Regions from separate parts of the Ovis aries genome. Here region 2 is linked to region 1. The links are chromatin contacts, called in public Hi-C maps. All regions are on one chromosome and are shown on one strand. The core of a region is the stretch at or near the end of the contact, and the rest is flanking DNA. Distances in the headings are between cores, read along the strand shown.

Region 1 (2,880 bases), core at 17-2,516:
ATCCTACTGTTAGTGACTTCTGAATTTTTGTATTTTTTTTTGCTATTATGAACAATGCTGCTATAAACGTTTTTGTTACCTCTTTTGATATCCTGTGAAACTCATAATCTGTAAGATATACTTTGGGAAATACTTATATGATGCCATATTTATCAATGGTGAATTATGCTAGTGAAAACTTGATAACAACCTAAATGTCCACAAATGAAGGTTTAGTTAAGTTTATGAGACATGCACACAGTAGAACATTATGTAGGTATTAAAATTTATGTTTTATGTGTGATTATCAATTGTTAGTTACAATACTGAAAAATGAGTAACAATCTAGGTGTTTGACAATAAAGGATTGGGTGAGTAAATTTATGAGGCATGCCTTGGAATGCCATGTAGAAATTAACATTTATGCTTTTATTATAATTAAGCCCCTATGGATGTAAGTAAAAATGGCAATATATAATATTATATAGAAAGTATGATAAATAATTTTGTAAAATGATAAGAGACTTGTGTGGAAAAAAAATAGTAGCAAATACTCTAAAATGATGATAGTAATTAGCTTGTAGAGGAGGGGTTACAGGTTGTTTATATTTTATTTCATTTCTCGATGCTTTTCTGTATTTTCAAATTCTCTGTAGTGCAGTGAGAAAAAGCAACAAAGGTTATTTTAGAAAAAGAACTTTGAGTCTCCAAACCTTGCTTTTATCAGAGACCTTTTGAATTGCAAACATAGAAGTTCATTTTTTTTCCCCTCTCTGGCAATTGCAGGAATTTGAAATTAGAAATCTTGTCTAAGCATAACCTAACATGCCCTGAATTCATGTGGAGGCCTATTTTCAAATGAGGCCAGAGTTCTCTAGAAGCTGGAGACTTGACCATTTCAGCGTTTCTTCTCTGTCTCAAACTGTTCTTCCCAGAAGTTTGTATTTTCAAGACTGTTTTCTCCTCCCTGCCTTCCTCTTCCAGCGATAGTAGGGTTTCTTGAGACGTCGGTGTTAGGGAGGTACACGAAGGTTGACGCCTTAAATATCTGTTATGGGTCTACTCAGCTGCAGAAGGCTTCACAGTCGGGAGTGAGCCTGCTGATCACGTGAGTAATTGCAGAGCTGATACACGATGCCCTGTAAACAAAGCCTATCTTTTTCTGAAAGATGGTAAAGATGCAGCGGGTGCCGGGACCCAAGGACCCTGCGGAGCTGACTTACTACACCCTGTACAATGGGAAGCCTCTGCTGGGGACTGCAGCTGCCAAGATCCTGAGCACCATTGACTCCCAAAGGATGGCCTTGACTCTGCACCATGTTGTTCTTCTGCAAGCTGACCGTAAGGGGACAGTCTTTCCATTCAATATTTTTAACATCAGCAAATATTTCCTGTTCATCCAAGTGAGTCCCTAAACTCATGTTAGTAGACCCAGAGCTAAAAATATTTCTATTCTGCAAGGTTCTCAAACCAACCAGCTGTTTCCTATATTGTTTAAAGCAATAGGTTTTGGGTGAAAGTGAAAGTCACTCAGCCGTGTCCGACTCTTTGTGACCCCATGGACTATACAGTTCACAGAATTCTCTGGGCCAGAATACTGGAGTGGGTAGCCTTTGCCTTCTCCAGGGGATCTCCCCAACCTAGGGATCAAACCCAGGTCTCCTGCATTGCAGGCAGATTCTTTACCAGCTGAGCTCTCAGGGAAGCCCTGATATGAGGTAGCTATCGGGTTTTGGGGAAGGGATGTGTTTTGGATACTAGGGTGATGGTAATACTGCTTTGCCCCAGGTCCTACCCGCTCTCCCTCCTCAGTATAGTCTTGTGAGCAGCTAGAAAAATCACCACTGCTGAGATTGTATTTGTCTGCTGGGGAATTAAAGGTAATTTGATTCAGTAAACTTTCCAGAGTCCTACATGAACTGTGCTGGAGGACTCAGAGAAGTGGGCAAGACTTGCTAAATCCCTGCCTTTAAGGAGCAGAGAAGCTGTTGATGCAGATATAAAGGGGTAGAATGCAGAGATGCTTCGAGGAGACAATGTGATTGATACAGGGCTCAACAGAGGGACAGATTGCTCTCAAGGGGTATCTGGGAAGAATTAATAGAGAAAGGGTATGAAACATAATAACTGCCTTTTTGAGGGTCCTCCCCATGGCAGCTACTATGCTTATTGCTTTACATAATTTTTCTCTATTTCTCTGGGGCAACTTTATTTAGCTCCCAGTTACAGATGAAGAAACCTACGCTAAGACAGGTTAACTAATTTGCTCCACATCACAGAATTAGTACTTGATCTGGTATGAATTCCAAGACAGGAATCTGAATCTGAGTTCAAAAGTGTGTTTGTAACTGTATTGTACGCTATGATTCCAGCCGAGGGTGGGGAAGAGGGTATAGTCCAGAAAGAGCAAGCAGCAGGAGCAATAGAAAGGAAGTGAGAAGTACCAGTGGTGCTTGAAAAAAAGGAGTCAAGTTTCCTGCAGTACTGAAGCATGAGGAGGAGATGATGGGGGTAGAAATGAGCATTGCTTAGGAGACTCAGGCCTTGCATGGCAAGAGAAGGGATTGTACAGTGATGAGATTGGTTCTGGGGAGCTATTGGAGATTTCTGTGTGGGGAAATAGTATCATTGAAAGTACCCATTATCTAGGGAGATTAATCTGTTGTCAGCGTTCAGGTTGAGAGAAGGCAGAACTAATGAGGCTTTCTGATGGCCCCGGCATTAGGGACCCAAATAAGGGCTTCAAAGAAAGCCAGGGTGAGGTAGGTGAGCAACTGTGTGGCAGAAATGTTAGATTCGGCAGCACGTGGAGAATGCTCTAGGCCGGAAAGGCCTAGCTTGATATCCTAGTTGGCGTCCACACTCCTTAGGAACCTGACACCTGGCTCATGGTTTTCCTCT
Region 2 (2,700 bases), core at 201-2,700, 160 kb after region 1:
GAGCTGTTTCTCTAAAAAAAAAAAAAAAAAAAAGGAAGAGCTGTTTCTCTGATCTGTGATTCTCACAATTAAACAAAGTAATCTTTGGATTATCTCACCTGTATTTGAGGTCTCCTCCTTTTTGAGAAATGTCTGTCAATCACAAGCTACTCTGATATGGTGTGGGCTACATCTCTAGCTTTGTAAAATTTATGGGCTGATCTGTTTAGAATGAAACAGTTAATGCAGGCTTCCCTGGTGGTCGATAAAGAACGTCCCTTTCAGTCCATAAAGAATTCCCCTGCAATGCGTGTGACCTGGGTTCGATCCCTGGGTTGGGAAGATCCCCTGGAGGAGGGCATAGCAACCCACTCCAGTATTCTTGCTTGGAGAATCCCCATGGACAAAGGAGCCTGGAGGGCTGCAGTCCACGGGGTCACAGTCGGACATGACTGAGGAACTAAACACAGCACAGAGTTCTTGCAGTTGAGAGCGGTAGGCAGGTCTCCGCTGGGGCCCCCTGGTATCTTTTAAAAGTCGGCCAAGAAGAGGATTTTTAAAAGAATCAGCTGGCCACAGCAAGAGGCACTTTTAAAGTGGACATAAGGCATTACAGGAAGGAAAAAGAAGGCAAGCACTGGTCAAAAGCAAAACGGGAGGAAGCCTCCTGCACCAGTTTTCACAAGGTGGCAACGGGCCACACTGCATTTTCAAATAAGTCACCCAGCTACTGCCAAAGTGAGTCACCAAGCCCATCTCTTTTTCGTGTGGGAAGCGGGCTAAAGGGGAGAACTCACAAGCGTCAGAGGAGAAATAGAACGTTACTTGGTACCCTTCCAGGATCCATGGAGAAAATCACTACTTAACGTCTCCTTAAAAGTCAGCCGTCAGACTCCAAGAAGGGTGCGGCCCAGGCCGGCCCAAGAAAACCAACATCGTACTTGAAATGTCTAAGTTACGACCCCACCTTGCTTTTTAAAATTTCAAAATTTAGACTTCCAGGGTAAGAGAAGAATGTCGACACTCAGGGATGGGGTTATAACCTCCTTTCAAGGTGCGATCTGTTTTCCCTAAATTGCAAGAGCTCCTTTTCAGAATCGAGGTTCGGAAGGTATTCCCGGGGACTGGGGGCTGGGCGGGGGGGGGGTGGAGGGGGGGGGAGGGAGGGTGGGGGGGTGGCGGGGGGTGGCGGGGGCGCGCGGAACGGGGAATGCGTCAGCTCCCTTCTCGCTGTATACAAAAGACGCCGGAAGGGCGGGCGAAGAAGGAAGGGCGCCGAAGCTCGCCGTCCCCCAGCGCGGAGGTCGGCGCAGGGTAAGCGCGCCAGCTCGGACCCTCCAAACCCCTCAGTCCCGCGGCCCAGCTGCTAGAGCAGCGGGTCAAGCGTCTCAGCGCCGGGCTCGGAGCGCGGCTCCCCGACCCTCCAACCTTACCTAAACGCCACACGCCTCCGCTTCAGCGCCGCAGAACCTGCGACAACAGCCCAGCCCCTCTTTATCGCCTGGGCTGGGAGGGAGGCGAGCCCCGCCCCCGCCCGCCGGCCCCGCCCCCTCCCCTCCGAGCCCCGCCCGCCGCCGAGCTCTGCGCGCCGCAGTGGCCAATCCAAGGTCACACGGCTGCGGGCAAGCAAGGGGTCTAGGCCACGGTGCAGAAAAAGACTCGTGACTAGGATTAGGTGAAGTTCTTTATGTTAAAAAGCTGAAAACGTAAAGTTTATGATGCCCTTCCTCCTTTGGATTTGTTATTAAAAAAAAAAATTCCAGGACTTAGGAATTTTGTTTACAAAAAAATATAAAAATGTTTTTCAAAATGTTTGCGTGCCCATGCCAAACTCCCATTGGCCAGGCTTCTCTCGGCTCTCGGGCTCTGGTAACCCACAAAGACCCTTCAGCCATAGCCACATCTGGTGCCTTGTGTCTTGTTTGGAAGCGAGATGAAATTTTTGTGGATTTTTTTTTGCGGGGGCGGGGGGGGGGGGTTGGGGGTGGAGCTGCGCAGGGCGTGGTCCACCACGCAGCTTGTGGAATCTTAGTTACGCGACAAGAGATGGAACTGGACTCTTGGCAGTGAGAGGCATGGAGTCCTAACCACTGGCTCGCAGGGGTATTCCCTTTTGTGATCTTAAAAGCGTATATTAGCCAGTCTGGGGCCAGTATCACCATTTAGAATGTTACTTTTATGTGAAGATAATAATCTGAAGTTTTCACTTATCACTTTGTCAGCATCCGCTCCGGAACTGCCTTAATGAGAGCCCTGCAAAGGAGAGCTGGGAAAGCAGGCCAGAGGTACATTCTTTTTCCAAGAGATTGACCTCTGCTGAGATGAAGTTCAAGGAGGGGAAATTGTATAACTCATCATGACATGTACCTTCTACCATGATCCTCTGATGGCTTTGGGGTGTCATGGAATGAATTTCATATGGTGGTGCCTTAATCTTGGTTTTTCTCTATACAAACTGGAGTCTCAAATCAGGATTTGCTTTAATATCACAGTCGTGGTGGTGGTGGTGTAGCCGCTAAGTCGTGTCTGACTCTTGTGACCCCATGGACTGCGACCCCACTAGGTTCCTCTGTCCATGGGATTCTCCAGGCAAGAACACTGGAGTGGGTTGCCATTTCCTTCTCCAGGGTATCTTCCTGACCCAGGGATCAAACCTGGGTTTTCTGCACTGCAGGCAGATTCTTTACCGACTTAGCTATCAGGGAAGCCCTGATATTACAG

What was found. Hi-C and Micro-C count contacts between places; a contact is called where the count stands out from the background.
Region 2: a contact with region 1 is called in a Hi-C map of liver, with 2.9 times the contacts expected there. The contact joins the promoter of CD59 here to the enhancer-like site in region 1. A contact is called at or near these places in 2 of 16 Hi-C or Micro-C datasets (liver and tail adipose tissue).

What each region holds. Positions count from the first base shown.
Region 1 is chr15:63,017,660-63,020,539 of ARS-UI_Ramb_v3.0, forward strand. KIAA1549L (KIAA1549 like) reads left to right here. Exons shown (of 21, transcript XM_042233338.2): 10 at 1,149-1,320. Among named protein-coding and RNA genes, the nearest start is that of C15H11orf91, 120 kb to the right of the region's middle. Within about 2 kb of position 1,267, at least 5 of the 54 cell types and tissues checked have an H3K27ac peak or open chromatin away from gene starts, as enhancers often do. A contact at or near this core is called in liver, where this site is marked.
Region 2 is chr15:63,181,606-63,184,305 of ARS-UI_Ramb_v3.0, forward strand. It overlaps CD59 (CD59 molecule (CD59 blood group)), which reads right to left and starts at 1,451. Exons shown (of 4, transcript XM_015101109.3): 1 at 1,413-1,451.